Regions from separate parts of the Mus musculus genome. Here region 2 is linked to region 1. A link is a contact called in public Hi-C data. All regions are on one chromosome and are shown on one strand. The core of a region is the stretch at or near the end of the contact, and the rest is flanking DNA. Distances in the headings are between cores, read along the strand shown. Region 1 overlaps Car5b (carbonic anhydrase 5b, mitochondrial). Region 2 overlaps Vegfd (vascular endothelial growth factor D).

Region 1 (4,783 bases), core at 2,250-4,749:
CTGTTTTGTTTTGTATGACTTTTGTCCCTCAGAATCACAGTATTCAACACAGTATCTGGAGCAAAGGAAGTGATAATAAATGTTGAAAGAACAACAAAAAAAATGTTGGGAGAATTCCCACCTTGAGTGCCTAGATTGGAATTACACTTTGGAAGTTTCCTATTTAGACTAAGCAAGACTTTGAATCTTTTAGGTCCTGTAAGAAGAGATATGAGTTGCTCTGAAAAGGTATATCAAAAATATAACAAACCATGCTGTCTGGGGATATAACTGTGGTAAAGCACTTGCCTGGCATACTTGAGACCCTGCGATACTTAACACTGCAATAAATAAAACGAAACTCTACGAAAAACCATTAGTACTTTTCCAAATGTCTTTCATGTCATAGTTTTCACTGCTTAAAATTGGTATCAACAACTTTACCAATTGCAAGGAAACCTGCTCAAGTCCTCAAATCCATATTTTATTATTATTTTTAATGTTATGTGTACAGGCATTTTGCCTGTATGTGTGTCTGTGTACTACATGCTAGTAGTGCCTATGGAGACCAGAAAGGGGGTGTTGGATCCCTTAGAGCTGGAGCCACAGATAGTTGTGAGCCACCATGTGGGTCCTGGGAATCTAATCCAAGTCTTCTAGAAGAGCAACCCTTGTTGTTAACTGCTGAGTCCACTCTCCAGTCCCCAAGCCCATGTTTTGTAAGGCACTGCCCCCAAGAGATACAGCTCTGACCAAGACAGACACAATCTCTCCCACTCGGGGCTTAGGCTCTGGGTAGAATGGAGTCTTAAACTGCATTTCTGATCAGCTACTTAAAGCAGCTGTGATAAGCACCAAGAAGATGTTAGGCTAGCCTGGTGAGTGCAGGGTCAGGGGAAGCCTTAAGGAAGTGGCTCTGCAATCAGTCACAAAGGTAAGCAGGAATTGACCAGGCACAGAAGGCAGGGGAGTGGCCTTAGGAATGGATGTGTTTTTTGAATCAAGTCATTTTTTTTTAAATTTCAGAACTTGTTTGTTCACTTGTTACAGGAGTTTTCAGGAGAACTTAATGAAGCAATAGTGGGCCAGGGGTGAGGGACTGCTGGAAGGGAACCCCTCAGAGTTGATGTCACTGGAAACTGCCCACTGGGCAGTGAATACCTTGGAAAAGATGGCTTCTGAGATGTTCTCAGTAGATGTTTGAGTGGTAGAGACAAAGTTCAAGACTTAATGTCCATTTCTCCTGTGTTCCAGGGCCAGTGTTACACGGAAAACTGGCACGAGTCACAGATTATACTTAAGCTTAGATTTCAAAATCACCCACAACTATTTTGGCAGCGCACATTTACTGTTGGTTTTCTTTTTTTTTTTAACTATTTATTTATTTATGTATATGAGTGCTCTATTTACATGTATGCCTGCATGACAGAAGAGGCCATCTGATCTCATTACAGATGGTTGTGAGCCACCGTGTGGTTGCTGGGAATTGAACTCAGGACCTCTGGATCAGCAGCCAATGCTCTTAACCACTGAGCCATCTCTCCAACCCTTGTTGTTGTTGTTTTTAGTTTAGTTTAGTTTAGTTTAAGTTTAGTTTAGTTTTGGTTTGTTTTTTTAAAGCAAGCCCCTTTCAAGCAGCCTGAATAAGAAAATAAATCATTTATTTCTGGCTACTTTTTTAAAGAAAACCAGAAACAATGATTTGTTTTTCTATTCAGGCTGCCTGAAAGGGGCATTACTCATTGAACTCTTCCTAGATATAATTACCATACTGGATAACTAATTATGATTTGAGGCAATATATTTTCTTTTAATTTGAAGGGCTGGTAGGAGCCACAGTCTTTATTTATGTGTATGAAGAAGAATCTTTTCTCTGGGCCTCTAAAGTTTGCCAACTCTGAGGGAACTGCCAAGCTCCTGAGTCAGTCATCAGAGCCCTGCATGCCACCAAGGCACTCAGTTTGAAAAACAAGAGTGAATAAACTATCGACTCTCATTGGCCCCACCCCCGCATCAGGACACGGACTGATCTTTCCAGTGGTGTCTTCTCCCAGGTTTCCTTGGGCTTTTCACTGCTTGCTGAGTTTAGCTTTCCTTCCTCTGTCCTCCAGGTCTTAGGTTCCCGAGCTGCTTAGCCATTGCTGGGTATTCCAAGCTAAAGATGGCTGTGATGAATCACCTGAGAGTGATTCTACAAGTCTCTTCGAGTACATTGCCATGGAGAAGGTGCTGGGTTCCGAGGTTGGTGCCACGGAGGTCCTGCAGTCTCTATACCTGCACATACAGAACCAGGAACCGAGCCTGTGAGTACCCCACTCCATGAAGAGAGTGAAAAGTTTGCTTGCTAACTACCTGTAGGCATTCCAGTGTGGGATTATACACCTTAAGAATGGTGAACATGACTGTAAAGACAGCAGACATGGAAAGTCCTTTTCCACCTGTTTTAGTATGCTAGATGATGTCATGCTGAAAGTGGACAAGGGCTATGAAGATGTTGAAATGTCTTGAAGTCTGGTATCTTACCATTCGTTTCCTTTGACTAAGGTTGACCTACAAACTACAAATTGTTACAGTGGATTATCTATCTATCTATCTATCTATCCATCCATCCATCCATCCATCCATCCATCTATTGGTTTTTTGAGACAGGGTATCTCTGTGTAGCCCTGGCTACCCTGAAACTCTCTCTATAGACCAGGGTGGTCTTGTACTCACAGAGATCTGCCTGCCTCTGCATCATGGGTGCTGGGACTAAAGGCCTGCACCACCACTGCCTGGCTGTTGCACTGGATCTTACATTTATAGAATTTGCATATAGGGTTTTGCAAGTGGGTCATTGTGTTCATGCTCCAAAATATTCTGTCTGGAGTTATAAATCCAGGAGTTAATTGTAGCTGACCAGCTTGCAATTGTGTGCTCAACTGTAAACATGGGCGATGAAATGAGGCAGCATATGTTCTTCCTTCAACGCCCTGCTGCTCCCTCGGAGACTCGAGTGATTGTCCATAGCATGGTGTTGCAGGAATTCTCTACCTTGGCACCGGCACAGGGCTGGGGGGTGGGGAGGTATATTTACTCCCTCGAGCCCAGGCTCCCATTGCCCCCAAATATAAAAACCAAAAGTAGATATTTCTCTATGAATTCTAGGGAACAAAATTGCCCCCTGGATAAGAACCAACCATTGAGATGAGGAGAAAGAATGCATTTGTGACACGGTTCATTTGAGTTTATGGGCAGATGAGGTCGCTAACTAACTAACTAAAGAGGAAATTTCCACTACCAGAAAATAAAACATTGCAACAAAGCCCCACACAGATGTCTTGAATGTTGGCCTGCACTGAGACCTAAGTTTTTCCCTGACTCCATGTGTAAAAGACGGGTAAATGAAAATGCTTGCCCACAACGGTATTAATCTCACTTAAGCCTGGGATTCAAAAACTGCTCTATAAATCTATGTTAACTGAAAGTTCCCTTACCCTCAGCACTGGGTGTCTTCTCGTTAAGAGAAACTGGCCTGAGTCATAAGAAATTTCTGGTTGTTGGGTGTGGCATCCTACAAGCATGCCCACATACTATCCAGAGTGTGAATTCAGTACTTTGTGGTTTATGACCTGAAATGGAAAAAATTAGTCATACTTATCCAGCTAATGAAGCTTTCTTCTTTTGTTTTTTTAGCAGGAAGCTAAAAGTTACACATTTAAAATCCTGTGGGCTGTGACTTTAGGACAGGATTTGCAGCAGACAGTAGTGGCAGAGAGGACCAACTTCCTTTGAGTAATCTCCCTCATACTCAGACATGTTCTTGTTTCTGACTTGGTGAGGAAAATCGGGCACAGTTTCCTTCTTTTTGACTCTTGGCATATAACAGCATCCCAACGTTTTTTTCAGGCAGGAGAATATTATGGTCTTTGCTGCCCCACTGAGCATATGTCCTTGTCTGTAGGCCTATATCCTTCCCCTGCTTAGTTGGAAAGATAATACTTATTGTTTCTGACAATTCAATAGCCCAACAGAAGGGTGGCTACTTGGAGACAGGAAAGGATGTGAAAGATTAAAAATTCAGCTCTGGTGCTTCTTTTAGTGTCATAGTCATTCTTACCTTCATCCTTTTTGTCATCTTTATAGGTTCGATACTTGTGTCCGGGTTCAAATCTGACCATTTTATCTGTTGTTTGTCTGCTTTTATGTACTTCAGACTGACTTCCGACTCTCTATGTAGCCCAGGATGGTCTTGAAAAGTTTTTGGGTTTTTTAGATTTATTTATTTATTATGCATACATGGTTCTACCTGCATGTATGCCAGAAGAGGGCATCGGATCCCATTACAGATGGTCATGAGCCACCATGTGGTTGCTGGGAATTGAACTCAGGACCTCTGGAAGAGCAGCCAGTGTTCTTAACTGCTGAGCCATCTCTCCAGCCTCAGGCTGGTTTTGAAATTTGGATCTTCTTCTTGCCTTAGTCCCTGGGTGTGCCAATGTGACGGTCATGCACCTCTACACCCAGCTTCCAATCTGGCCTTCTTAAGGTCATGTAAAGCAGACCAAGAGGTAAAGGAAGTAGAAGATTGTGGGAACTGCAGAAGCACACTGCCATTCACCTTCTTTCTCTGCCCAGGAACCATGGGCTGTCTATTCAAATTGCTGTTTACTGTTTTCCTGAGATGCAGTCAGTAACTCTTAAAGACTTAATAGGCTATATACCTATTACCAGAGATGAAAATAAAATTAGTTTTACTCAGAGTGCCATTTAGCTTAATTGTTACATTAAACAAAATTAGGCGTAAGAACCTAAAACACGGGAA
Region 2 (4,724 bases), core at 606-3,105, 370 kb before region 1:
CAACTGTTACACATGATGATCCTAATTTGCCAATGGCCTCTTTGCCTGACCATTCACCTCCTCTTTCTAATTCTATGGAAAAGCTACCTCACATCTATTCAATCTTCAAGATAAAAGGTTTGACAGCATTGCTTCAGTAAGCTAGTGAGGAAGGTCAACAGATACTTTACAGAAAGATTCTTAAGTTGGGCTCAGTGTATGTATGTGTCTGTGTGTGCACATGTGCATGCTCATGCACAGTTATGTGTGTAACAATAATTATAGAAGAAGAGATCATGAATTTAAGGAGGAGGGGAGAGTCAGAAGGAATTGGATGGGGGAAAGGGAAAGGTGAAAATAATAAATGCAGAAGTACTCATGTATGAACCCCCTCTATAATTTTAGATGAAAAATTATTAAATTGTACTTTGATGAAAGAATTTTCATTTATGGAGGTAAAATTTCATCCAATACCATCCTTGGATAAAGCTGATATATGGCTTTGTACTTCTTACAGGTCTCAATTCAATTTCAGGTTCTTTTTTTTCTTAAATCCTATGCTAAAAAACCTCAGGATGAAGTAGTAATCCTGCAGACTGAATTAAAATATTAAATGATGTGAAGACTAAATATCTCCTATGACTTGTTTCTTTGTAAAACCACAACATTGACTTTCATACTCAAAGCTATTGAAAGCCTTCTTAGTCTGCTAACGGAAACCTAATATGAAATAACTGAGAAATTGGAAACAGTCCCTTGATAATTCTAAATGGAAACACTAACGACTCAAAAAAAAAAAAGCAAGTAATTTATCTAGGGCATACATTTGGGAAGTGTTGAAAATGGATCTCTTTCTAATTGGCATTCTACACTGGTGGATATTTGTGTAATCAACTTTATGTTATCCACATGTGTATGAGAAAACTCAACATCAAAGTGTGACTATTGTCCCAAACACACACTTAAACCTTGGATTGCAGTGGTTTTCATTGCTGAACTTTTGCCAAATGAGTTGCTCTTGATTTCTTCCAGTTCTCAGATACAAGTGCTAATCAGATCTAAACTGATTAAAATCACCCAGCAAGATGAGAGGCCGAGAGACAGCATTCCCAGGTCGCTGCTTCTTATTAGAGTGGCTGCCTTGGTTCTGTAATTAGTCCAAGACTGTTAAGATTCTCCTCTTAAATAACAAATCATTCTCTGATGGTTTTTAGCTCCAACAACCAGTTTTTAAAGCACGGGGTTGAAGGTCTCTGCAATGCTACTTTGTCTTCTTATACATCTTACTATACACAGAGCAAAGCTGGTTCTAGAGACCTTCAAGGTGGTTACATTCCTAACAGGCCACTAAGAAATGGCCACAGTGTTGGTTGCTTTATTCATTCCCTCTTGGGAAGGATTTGGAGCAGAGGTTCCTAGATTTCCTTTCACCTTGAATGCATGTGGAGGAAAGCTTTTAAAAATACTGATGAATTGACCTTATCATCAAAGTCCTATTTTACAGGTTTGGACCACAGTTTCAAAAGGAAAAAAGAGCTCCTGACACAGCCTGGAAGACCAGAACCCTGAGGTTGGAAAGTCCAGTGACTTAGGATAAAAAAATGATATTCTGCTGTACTCATAGATTGATCCCTAGCCTAATTGTCATCAGAGAGGTTTCTCCCAGCAATCAATAGAAACAGATGCAGAGCACTGTTCCAGAGTCACAGTTACCCGAGCAGCGCCAGGAGGACAAGTACCACTGGTCCACACCACACCTGAATGGGGCAGGAGGGAGCGCGGCCGGGGAGGATGGAGACTTGGGGTTGGGCTCTGCCCGGGCACGCCTAACCTTCACCAGCACCGAATGGACTTGGAGAGAATCCAGTGAGCGGCGAGCACACAGGCATCTGGACACATGTGGGTGGTACTTAGTTGCTCAATCCGCAGGGTGCGAGGAGGTTGGGGAGAAAAGATGAGCGAGGGGCGGGGCCGGCCGCAGTCCAGGCCGCGCCCACTCTCACTGGATTGGAAGCAGGCCACCGGCCTCTCCGACTCCACCCCTCTGCCCCGCCCCGCTGCGCGTTGGCGGACGTCGCCAGAGCGGTACCTTTCAAAGTGAAGCCAGAGTGGGTGGGTTGGGGAGCAGGGCTGGGGGGGGCGGGGTATAGGAGACTTTTGGAGAGGAAACCAGGAAAGGGGATAGCATTTGAAATGTAAATGAAGAAGATATCCAATTAGAAAAAAGAAAAACAAAGTGAAGCTTGAGGAGGGACTGGGGGAGGGGCGCACCCCCCACCCCCCATTGCAGCACTGAGACACCAGTCCCCTACCCTACCCGGGACCTGGGGGAGGGAACAAGGGGCCTATTCCTTGTATCTGGTTGGACTAGATCTCTTCTGCCCCGCGGAGGTCTCCAAAGCTTCCAGTCCCCTCACCCAGCCCCCTCCCTGGTCCCACCAGTCTGGTTTGGAGGGTGGGGTTCTCCTTTCTTTTCCCTAAGTCCTTGTCTTTTCGACCCTCTGTCGTCAGTTTTAAGTCCTTCCCTAGTTGTCTTCCTTTTTTTTTTTTTCTGTCCCATGGTCGTCTCTTCTCACTCTGCCCTCCCTTGTTTCTTTATTTTTATTTTTGTTCAGTGTTCATGTCTCTCCTGATTCCAGTCTTCGCCATCTTCCGGGCAGGTCTCACTAAAGTACCAGACTCTTTCCTCTACCTTCCTCGTCCCCACAATGAATCCCTACACAAACAAAAACCAAATTCCCCCACCGGAACCGAGACCCTCCCACCGCACAGAATTAAACTTTTACTGTGTCTGAGGCGGCTATTCATATTCATTCAATAAAAATTATACTTTCTAAAGAGTTCCAGTCACAACAGAACAGCAAAATATTTTTCTCTCTCCGGAAATAATTTTTATTTTAATGTTGATTTCCTTTTTCCAAAAAGCGATACTCCAACATGTCAGTGCTATCTATAGTTATTTAGTGAGATCAGTTAATGGTGAAATAAATCTTGTAGAAATTTAGTATTTTTGGTTGGGAGCCTAGCTTTTAATGGCTGAGCCATCTCTCCAGTCACGTCGGGAGTGAGGTAGAAATCTAGTGCAATGGAAACTCCCAGGAATTTATGAGGGTGACCCTAGCTTAGACTCCTAGCAATGGAAGATATGAATCCTGAACTGGCTATCTTCTGTAACTACACAAATTTTCAAGTATAAGTATTGGGACACCAACTCAGCCACAAAACCTTTGACCTACAATTTTTCCTGCCTTCAAGATGTGCTGAGGTATAGGTAACACAGAAGTTGTGGGAGTAGCTAACTAATGACTGGTCCAACTTGAGACCCATTCCAGGAGAGCCAATGCCTGACACGCCTGGAGGGCCAGGAGCCACGGACTGGATCATCTAGAGACCTAGGCACAACTGGCAATAAATAAATCAGTGAAATGATTCCTAATGGTACTCTACTATACTCTTATACCAGAGCCTAGCATACTCATCATCAGAGAGGCTTCATCTAGCAACTGATGGAAGCTGATGCAAAGACCCCTAGTCAAACATTAGGCAGAGATCAGGGAATCCTGCAGAAGAGGGAGAGAGGAAGGATGGTAGGAACCAGAGGGGCCAAGGACACCAGGAGAACATGGCCCACAGAATCAACTTACCAGGGGGTCACAGGGGCTCACAGAGACAGAACCAATAATCAGGGAGCCTGCAAGGAACTGCCCTAGGCCCTCTGCATATATGTTACAGTGTGCAGCTTGGTGTTCTTGTGGGACTCCTAACAGTGGGAGCAGGGGCTGTCTCTGATTTTTTTGCCTGCCTTTGGGACCCTTCTCCTCCTTACTGGGTTACTTCATCCAGCCTTAATATGAGGGGAGGTGCCTAGTCTTACTGCAGCTTGATATGCCATGTTTGGTTGGTATCATGAGAGATCTGCCCTTTTGTGAAGGGAAACAGAGGAGGAGTGGATCTGGGGGAGGTGGGGGGGGGGTTGGGAGGGATAGGCTGGGAGGAGAAACTACAGTTGAGATAGAAAATATGAGAGAAGCATACTAAATGAAATTTAAAAAGAAATTTTAATATTACTTTCAGTTTCAGGCATTAAAATAATCCTTGATACAGGCCAAAGTGAACTCCCCAGAGGTTGGTAAGACACAAAAATGACTAAGACATCTTTATTTTATAAGAAGCATCGTGTCCACTCATGTGCTTGGCACATGGAAGACATTCCACACGTGTTTACTGAACTGAATGTACAGCTTGCTTTCTCCCAGGGAGAAAGGGTTTCCGAGCAACTCACTAAGACAGCATCTGACCAGAGTATCTTTGTCAAAAATTTCCACATCTTTCTATTAGCGCCCAAGATGAAAACAGATAGGGCCTCTGAAGGCTTTCAGAGATAAAGACAGGAGGGTGTCTAAGTGGTGCACAGACACTGTATGGCTAGATGCTGTTTTGTGTAGCTTTCTTTCTGTGATCATCAGACTGAAAGAATGGCCTAAAGTGACTTCACTTTCTATCTTTGGGTTCTGGAAGTGAACTCCCTGTTTGATGGCCTAGGGCTGGAAGGACATTTCTGAATTCTTCAACCAAGTCGTGTAAACCTTATCTCATTCCCACAGTAAAATAACAGGCTAAATACACTACCTTAAAAATGGTTCTGGATTTTATACAAATCATGAAGCCAGGTGAGCCATGGTGATGACCAGAGACTGTCCAGTATTGTCTTTGACCTGACCATGTCAGAATCATCCAAGGCTAGT

The links. Hi-C and Micro-C count contacts between places; a contact is called where the count stands out from the background.
Region 2: a contact with region 1 is called in a Hi-C map of embryonic fibroblasts, with 3 times the contacts expected there. The contact joins two enhancer-like sites. A contact is called at or near these places in 1 of 39 promoter capture datasets (pre-B cells), 1 of 484 Hi-C or Micro-C datasets (embryonic fibroblasts) and 1 of 9 other capture datasets (pancreatic islet).

What each region holds. Positions count from the first base shown.
Region 1 is chrX:164,012,302-164,017,084 of GRCm38.p6, reverse strand. Car5b (carbonic anhydrase 5b, mitochondrial) reads left to right here. Exons shown (of 8, transcript NM_181315.4): 2 at 2,091-2,282. The coding sequence starts at 2,141. Among named protein-coding and RNA genes, the nearest start is that of Car5b, 13 kb to the left of the region's middle. Within about 2 kb of position 3,499, at least 88 of the 459 cell types and tissues checked have an H3K27ac peak or open chromatin away from gene starts, as enhancers often do. A contact at or near this core is called in embryonic fibroblasts, where this site is marked.
Region 2 is chrX:164,379,387-164,384,110 of GRCm38.p6, reverse strand. All of the region lies in intron 1 of Vegfd (vascular endothelial growth factor D), which reads right to left. Among named protein-coding and RNA genes, the nearest start is that of Vegfd, 8.2 kb to the right of the region's middle. Within about 2 kb of position 1,855, at least 242 of the 459 cell types and tissues checked have an H3K27ac peak or open chromatin away from gene starts, as enhancers often do. A contact at or near this core is called in embryonic fibroblasts, where this site is marked.